Linked DNA regions of Rattus norvegicus: region 2 is linked to region 1. The links are chromatin contacts, called in public Hi-C maps. All regions are on one chromosome and are shown on one strand. The core of a region is the stretch at or near the end of the contact, and the rest is flanking DNA. Distances in the headings are between cores, read along the strand shown.

What was found. A called contact is a pair of places that touch in the nucleus more often than the background predicts.
Region 2: a Hi-C map of Schwann cells shows a contact between it and region 1, with 6 times the contacts expected there. The contact joins two enhancer-like sites. A contact is called at or near these places in 2 of 12 Hi-C or Micro-C datasets (the A7r5 cell line and Schwann cells).

Annotation. Positions count from the first base shown.
Region 1 is chr1:31,955,145-31,959,509 of GRCr8, forward strand. No RefSeq gene overlaps it. Among named protein-coding and RNA genes, the nearest start is that of Irx4, 89 kb to the left of the region's middle. Within about 2 kb of position 2,352, at least 10 of the 93 cell types and tissues checked have an H3K27ac peak or open chromatin away from gene starts, as enhancers often do. A contact at or near this core is called in Schwann cells, where this site is marked.
Region 2 is chr1:33,657,978-33,662,342 of GRCr8, forward strand. No RefSeq gene overlaps it. Among named protein-coding and RNA genes, the nearest start is that of Irx1, 540 kb to the left of the region's middle. Within about 2 kb of position 2,409, at least 14 of the 93 cell types and tissues checked have an H3K27ac peak or open chromatin away from gene starts, as enhancers often do. A contact at or near this core is called in Schwann cells, where this site is marked.

The sequences.
Region 1 (4,365 bases), core at 1,102-3,601:
AAGCACTCGGTGAAGAACCAGAAACATGCTTTTCTTCTTGCAGTGTGTAGTATGTGCCTGAAACTGTCAATGCACACCAGTTAAACACACGATTGAAAGCCGCTCTAGTGTTTTATACTTGTGTCATTTGGTCGGTAGAGGACATTTATGCTAACACCCATTCTTCGTGTTTTCTCTGAGCTGTGACAGAGAAGGGAGCTATGCTTCTGAGCAGGAGGAAGTCCTGGGAGGTGGGCATTATCATCCCCACTGCTCTGAACCTGGGCCTTCGTGTGCTGAATGGCCTGGTCTGCACTCATCAGTTCTCTGCTCAGCAGATGCACACACATGTGCAGGGGGCCGAGGGGCCTGATAGGCTGAATGTCTGCCTATGCAGCTGCATCTATAGGATGCAAGCAGGGATGTTACCCAGAGTCCTGAGATGGAAAGAGACCCTCTGGATTCCTACGACATATCATTAACTGACAATCTCTTAAAAATAGTTTATCATGCCTACCTCTCCCACTGTAAAGATTTTTCTTGAATGTAAATGTCCCTGACATTGTTCATTTTTTACTAGATTTCCATTATCATTTCACCATTTCTATTCCTAATGGGAAAAACTTCAGGCCCCATTTTCTCCTCACCGTATTCCAGGAACTCTCCCCACTTACTCACAGTGGTGCCTCTTCTGGCTCTGGCTGTGGTATGAGGATGCTTTGAAATGGCTGAGGTTCTTTGCTGGTGTACGGGACTGGAGGTGTCATTAAAACGGTGTGGCGGTCACATGCTAGTTTTAACACACGATCTGTGAACTTCTATCTTTAGAGTCCATATTAGCACATGAACCCCATGGTGCTCACCTTTTACCAAGCCCCTTTACCAAGTACCACCTAATCGCAGCCCAGCATACCTGATGGTCTTCTCCAACCTTTACTGTAAATAAGTGGCCTTTGGATATAAGACACAATGATTACATTACACATGTATTCTACTTGTACAGCTGTAACTATGTTACATGTACATCCCGGGTAGTATTCTACACACAACACGCATTATGTAGTTGGTATACATATATCTACGAGTAGCAAATCTGTATACCTCCTTACTTCCCTATCCTTCACATGTACACAGTCAAAATACTCCTGGCTAGATTTTGTGAGCTATGAGGCAAATATATTTTCACAGGAAATGGATAAACATATTTTTCCTGTGCATAAAAAGTTATTAAATGAAAATGTGCATACTCTCACAAACTCCAGAAGACCATTTCATGACCATACTAAGTTACGGCTTGCTCTCCTGTGTCTGTTAATAGAGGTGGGGAGGTTGGCCTACTGGGGGTAGAGGAAGCTTCTGCCCGCAGCCAGAGATAGCTGAGATGTTGAGTTTTGCCACCTTCTCTGGATGCTGTCAACACTAACAGGACACTTGCAGCTGTAATCCTATTTTTTCCCACGTGTTTCATGATAGAGCTTACCCTAAAGGAAAATCTAGAAGGACACGCTCCCAATAGATCACAGGATAACTGTGATCCTGGAACAGCAAAAACTCACCTTGTTCTAACAAGCCCTCGCATTTCTTCCTTCTTTATGAGGTGCTAATGCTGATTTGAGTAGCAGTGTGGGTTCCAGGCCACCTTCTAGGCATTTCTGAAACCCAGGTTGCACCGCACGGACAAGGCTCAGTTCCTGAGACCCCAGCTCAGACACTGCAGAGTTGTGTTTAACAATGTTCACAAAATGTATTGCCAGAAACTCTGAATTCCACATGATTCTCTGTGTTCATTTCTAAGGTAATTGATTAAATAGCCTACAGTATTTTAAAAGATGCATTCAGTAAAAAGTACGCAAATGCATGTGGGTAGATAAGAGGACTCCCATTGTCTACCATGGCTATTTTCATATCAGTGGAAGTCTGCTTGAACTTAAAAAACGACCAGCAAATTAATCTACAAGGCTTTCATGACATTAATCTAAACTCATATGAAACTAAATTAAATACTGGATTAAGAAACAGATTCAGAAATGTTACAGTCTTAAAAGAAATACGCCTTCAGGCTGTCCTGCATACTGAACCTCCATGGCAAGTGGGTGAGGAGGGGACTCCAGAGGCCAGAGGGAGCAGCCACCTCCCTGTATGTGCAGTACGAGCCCGAAGCCAACAGGTGGCACAAATGCATTTGACTTGTACATGGGCCATCGCCCGGGATGCCGCTGCGCCCCCTGCTTTCTATAGTCCAGGCAAGCAGACTCAGGAAGGCACCTCGGCTCCCTTTGCGAGCCTGGTCTGCCGGGTCCACAGGGTCCAGCAGGGTCCAGCTGGGTCCTGAGCTGCGCGCCGTTGAGGAAGGGGAGAGCTCCAGGCAGCGCGCCCTCTGCTGGCCGTCTGCGGACTCGCCGTTGCTCCCAGCCTGCTCAGAGTGGAAGCAAATTGAGACAGACAAAGAGGTGCAAAGAGGTGGCAAGGATTGGGACCAGTCAAGGGCCGAGTAGGAGGAGCAGGACTGGGGAGGGCCAGGCCGGATGTTAGCACTGTTGTATGTGAGGCGGGCCCCAGGCGCTCCCTGGAGAAATTTCCAGGCTTCACATATTCACAATTCGAAGTATCTCGAGACTAGAAAGACACCTCTGCAGGCCTTCTGTCAGCTCCTTCTGTCCTCTCCTCCAGATTGGAGAGCACTGTAAACCTGGTACTACTGTCCAGCTTCACGCCGGCATTCTGGGCCATTCCTTTTGTAAGGCTCCAGTTTGAGCTGGCGAGCACGGAGGCAGGAATGGCTCGGCTGGGGAAGGAAGCCTGTCATTCCCAGGTTCCATTTCACTGGAGAGGAGCCCCGCCTGAACTTGTTTTTAATGTGTCAAATCACAGAGGCAGCTTCAGCGGCAGTAAAGTGTGAAGGGGTTACAGCCTCCTGGGCCTCTGGGAAGCCAGACACAGGTCTCAGCAGAGTGACAGGCCTGTTTCCAAGCCAGGCAGCCAGGCAGCCAGGCAGCCAGGCAGCGGCCCTGGGCTCTTGCTCTTCATCCCACAATTTGTCACTTGCACGCCTCTTCACGCCCATCTTTATCACTGTCAAGGACACCTCTGGCTCTTGGGTGCCTTCCCTGTAGGCCTGAGCTTCTGAGAGCTTCCTGCTAAAGGCCTCTGTTTCTCCACAGCAGCCTAGGAAGGTGGGGTCCTCACCTGGCTCTGCAGTGTCCGCAAAGCTGAATACAGATTCAACTGTGTTAGTTTTCGTCTATGACCACCGGAAGTACCTTAGCCTTGTCTCCCGGTGGGACTCGGGCCGTCTCCCTCCCTGCTGTAGGCAACAGACCTTATCAGTATGCATGCATGGATGGGATCAACAGGGGTACCTAGCTTTCAGGGGGTGGGGGGAGCGGCGGCGGGGCTCTTTGTCTTGGTACTGAGAAACATGCACACAAACCCATCACTCTCAACCCCTACATCTAGTGATCTGTTTCTGCTCCTGTTCGTTCTCCTTTTGTAAAGGAGGAAAGTGAGTCAGAGCATTATATACTTGCAGAGGACGAAGCAGGGCTGTCAGGCTCTGTGACCCGCAGCAGACCTGGGCAGGCAGGTAAGTGCCCATTCATTGGAGGGAGTATGTGTCCCCAGTTCTCTGTCCAGCAGAAGGGATCCTGGCCATAGGGATACACAGGGCTTAAGACACCCACATCCTGTCTTGTTACTATCAGTGGGCCCTCCAAGCCCTCAGTGGACTCCCCAAGCCACTTCTAGATTCACTCTAGATTTCATACTGAGGGTCAGGGAGAGCACAGAACGGGGCAGATCTCATAGGAGATGGGAGTTCCTTTATCTCAGGCAGACTGGTGATGTAGTTATTTTAGCATGTCAGGCCCATTCTAGGCATCCATTAAATAAACTGTCAGAAACTGAAAGAGAGTTCTAGATTTCACATACAGCAACACTGCAAATGTTGTTTTATGTTTTAATCCCAGTCGCTAGATTTGCAAAGAATTGGGTAAATGGACTTCAGAGAGGGACAAACATATAGGATTTGAAATTCATCCATGTATCCAGACTTTGGGCTGTGGAAGGGTCAGGCTCTAGAGCACCGTCATGGCTAAGTGGACGTCTGCTGAGTGACGAACGCATCTGGTGGTGTTTGAGGGTAAATGTACGAGGCTGACATTTTAAGAAGTCACCACTTTAGCTCATTCAAACAGTGCAGCAAACCTAAAGCCTCGTGGCTTCTGGTGGCAGCTGGTCCAGATTGAGGTTTGACTTTGAGGCAGCGCTGACCTTTCGAAAAGTCCCTGCAAAGTGCAGGGTGCGAAGTTTTGGAAAAACAGTCAAACCTGTTTTCTCTTTAATTGATACCGTTAAAAACATGGGCGCCGGCCAGGGCATTAATGGCCA
Region 2 (4,365 bases), core at 1,159-3,658, 1.7 Mb after region 1:
TGCCTCCTTGTTCTGTGCCTTGTGCTCCAGACTAATTGCAGACCATTTCTGCAAACTAGCTGTGAATATTTGCAACACACAGGGAAATGTTTGCAAATTTTTATGAACTATTCCTTTAGGAGTTTAGCAATGCCAGCAATTGGAGGATACATCTGGAATTTCAAGTTCCCAGATTATCTATAGTGAGTTATGGTGACTGATGTGTGCTTCACCTTGTCTGTGCCGGGGAGCCTAGCATTAAGGCTCTACTGAAGGGGAACCGCAATAGAGGGAGAGAGTCAGAAATTGTGTGTCTATTGATTTCAACCAAATTCCCTCTCTTTTTGACTAAATTAGCATTCTTCTTATGTGACTAGGTAAAATATTGACCACAACACTTCATACTTGAAATTCTGAAAAAGCAAAGTTCAATCATGTGTCTTCCTTAGCTACGTCGGGATCCATCCTGAAATGCTAAGTGAACACCTGGACCCTCAGGTTTCCTGAGGTAAATAAAATAAACATAAGTATGAAAAGAGCAAACTAACAAAAAATAATGAAAAAATCAAAAGACCAATATTTAGGAAACCTAAGAATCCATGTAACATCCTTTCTAGATGTTTCCATGTCAGTCTTGGTCACAGAAGAGTTCAAAGCGACAGAGATACATTTAAACACTGGGTGGAAAGAGGTGGAATTAGAAAGTCTAACAGGAAGATACTTACTTATTTCTCATTTTCCGGGGCAGGCTTCCAGTGTTCACCCTGAACCACTGGTGCGTACAGTTTTGCCTCCGCTGGCTTCTGGATGAAATGCAGGTTCATGGTCACAGAGGGGTTAAAATAACAGTTCAGCGGAGACACTTCTCAGATAATAAAACAAACCATTAGGTTGAGAAAAGAATGTCAGTATGATGTACGGAGTCCCCAGAGGATCAATGCTCCGTAGATTATGAGAAATATAAAGAAGGGTCTGTGGTGGGGCACAGGCTCTCAGTGTCAGTCCGTGTCTGGATATCAGGGTCATTTTCCTATGAAGGTGGACATGTGGGCAGAGAGCCCTGCTCTCATCATCAGAACCCAGAAGCCCCTGTGAACAGGGGGATCCTGGAAACAATGCTTTCCTCTGTCACTGTCTCTCTGTATGAAAACCAACTGACAAGATTCCAGTAAGTGGAAGAAAGAAAAAGGACCGGGTGACCTAAAAAGTACATTTTCCAATCTTCTTTGCATTACTTCAATGTATATGTTTCCAAAGCACCCAGGTGCTCTGACACACTTGGAAAGCAACTGTCTATATTAACAGTGCGCTGCACGTGTCTTACTGGCCGTACGACCTGGAGAACTCTGAAAATAAAAATTTGCCGTCTTTACAAGATCTCCATGAAAATCCCCCAGTATTAAAACAGCTTTAGAGCACTTCTCTTTAGTGCTAGGGAACTATTACCCCTCAGTCTCAAGTACCAGCCTCCCTGACTTCCAAACGTTCTCTTAGACTTCGTGACACCCCCCCACACACACACACACACCAGTCTCGTGCCTTCTGTGTAGAAAGGTTGTTCTTAAATGGTGGGGGTTTTTTCTTTCTTTTCTAACAATGAAGTTAATTTGAGGATCTGATAGAAGCATACGTTAAGAGTCTTTGCTTAAGTTCCCATTTCTATCACCACAAATGATTTTCCTGCTTTTGTTCCATCCTCTCTAACCGTAATCCCCTCTGCCTGGTTATTTGAGACAAGAGTAGATAAAGCCTTCCTTCATTTTCTTAAGTGCTCTTATTCAAGCACCCGCTCTTCAAATGTGCTGAGTAATGGCGTCTGAATGGAGGTTCCAGAAGGAGCAGAGGTAGCCCACAGGCCAGCGGCCTCTTACGCGGGCATCAGTCATGCATCACTGACCACTTGCGGTATGCGGACCTGGACTCTGGCCCCGCAGACTTCCAACCTCCTGGGAGTCCACAGTTGAGACCAGGGTGTGGCCCTGAAATGGCTTTCTAGCTTCTGAGCCCGCTTTCTGGGTTGGAGACTAACAGTGGACCCTCTGGAGGGTTCTCACCACAGAGAACTCGCTTAGTCATTTTAAGTAGGGACTCGGAGAAAAAACCCAGTCTTTCTCTCTGACTCCATGAACAACAGGACAGTCCCATGTTCCCAGAGCCTTCAAGGAGCTCTTTTCCAAAGATGCAGCCTCTGGCTGTGTTTCCTCCACTTGCACAAAGCAGCCAGCTTGTGCATGCATGGCTGGGGAGCCACTGCTCTTAGAATCTACTGGAATGATCCTGCAGATGCAGCGCTGGGGAATTTGGATGGTATTTCACGGTTGAGGAAGGGCTCCCTCCTTCTCTGAGCTCTCGCTCAGGGCTTTGAGTTGAAGACTGCAGCTTACACTGTCAAAACGCATGCTGATTTGATCCCTTTCTTAAAGGCTGGATCCTTAGAAAGCCGGCTCTGTTCCGTGATAAAGGCCTATTCAGCGTGGGGTCTGACCCTGCACGCAGGCGTCCGCAGGGCCGCAGTGGAGCGCTTGCACCCCCTACAGGCCGATACGCGCAAATGCGGCCCCGACGCTGGTGCTCCTCCCTCTACCTTGCTAGTGAGTTTTGGGGAAGATTTGGAGGTGCCTGGCAGTAGCTGAAACAATGCAGGTAAGTCCTGGTTGTCATCTCTACCAGTAAGCCAGGATCCTGACCTCTCCAACCCTACAGCTAAGGTCTGCCGGACTTCCAACCAGAAAGCAGGTTCTCACATTCAGGAAAGAAAGACAAACAGGAGAAGCTGTTGCAAAGAAATTCGTGGTCTGGGTGGATGCTTATAACAGAACGTTGCCAGTCTCTGAGCTCAAAGCCAGAGGAACAGTGACACTGCCACTCCAATTTGTTAGTTTTGAGCAAGGCTAGTCAGTGCAGTTTTGTGTGTGTGTGTGTGTGTGTGTGTGTGTGTGTGTGTGAGAGAGAGAGAGAGAGAGAGAGAGAGAGAGAGAAAGGAAGAAAGGAAGGAAGGAAGAAACGAAGGAAGGAAGGAAGAAGGAAGGAAAGAAAAAAAGAAAGAAAGAAAGAAAGAAAGAAAGAAAGAAAGAAAGAAAGAAAGAAAGAAAGAAAGAAAACTCTAAGTGTCCTGTCCCCAGAAGGCAAGAGGGAAAGACGACCTTCAAGCCAGTCTTAAACAAAGAGGCACAGAAGATACCAGGAAGTAGGGACAACTGACTTGCCACATTCTGTTGGACTTTGAAGGACACAATTCTGTGCACCTTTGTCTCCTTTGAATCTAAGCTGGACCTGTGCTCCTATCGGAGCGATGTGGTAAGGAGAGACGGGCCGGGCCCAGGGAAAGCATGCCCTCCTGTGAGCTTTCTGGGCAGAAGTGGGTGTCAACACTCCACATGTGCATGCCTTCCCCGATCTTCAAGCCATGGCTATAAATTGCTATCCTCCCTACAAGGTAGCACTGGCCAAGAGAGCTTCTAACTGGGGAGACTTCCTTCGTACTGTAGAGGGGAAGGGCTGCTTCCCCACAGCTTCCTGTCTGTAGCAGGAAGTACTTATCAGAGGCCGGAGTGTGGCCCCGAGAGCATGGCGTCCCTGGGACTGTTGGCCTGCCATCGTACATGCACTGTTGTTTGTTTCTGGCGCGCTCCATTTTATCTATGTGTAAAGTGTATGGACACGGAAGTACAGTGGCCCTGGAGGGCAGAAGAGGGTTCTGGACACCCTGGATGTAGCGCGAACGCTGCGGTGAGCTAGTGAATGTATTGACTATTAAAGGAATTGTATGTATAATAGCACTAGACACATCTGTACTGAGCCATCTCTCTGGCCCGACCTACACAGATTCATAGATATGTGATTTAAAAAAGAAATTTACATGGACCAAGAATGACTTATGATATACTTTGATCTTTATTCACAGATTCTGGACAACGACAACAACAATAACAACAACAACAAGAAAGAAAGAAAGAAAGAAAGAAAGGAAGGAAGAAAGAAAGGAGAAAGCAGCCAAGAAAGGAAAATACCTATATGTAGAGGCCCCGACCAATTTGTACAAGAATTCGTGCAATTAAAGGTCTATAAAAAGCAATGTATAAAACACAATATAAAGCAAAAATATATTTTCCACAAACAAATTATGCCACTAAAGAATGACGGTATTCAAAACGCAAAGAGCAGCTAAATAGAGTGTTTTATGGAGGCTGCAGGGGGTTTAATCATGTTCCTTCGTAGGCAGGGAACCCATTTTTCATAGTTGTAAAAGTGGCTTTCTATTTTAAACTCAGAGAAGTTCCAAAAAGAAAAAGGAAAAGAAAAAGAAAAAGAAAAGTTCCCCCAGATTCTTGGACCCACTGAAAGTCTGCAAAAATCCAAGCAAACATTAAATTTCCCTCACGATAC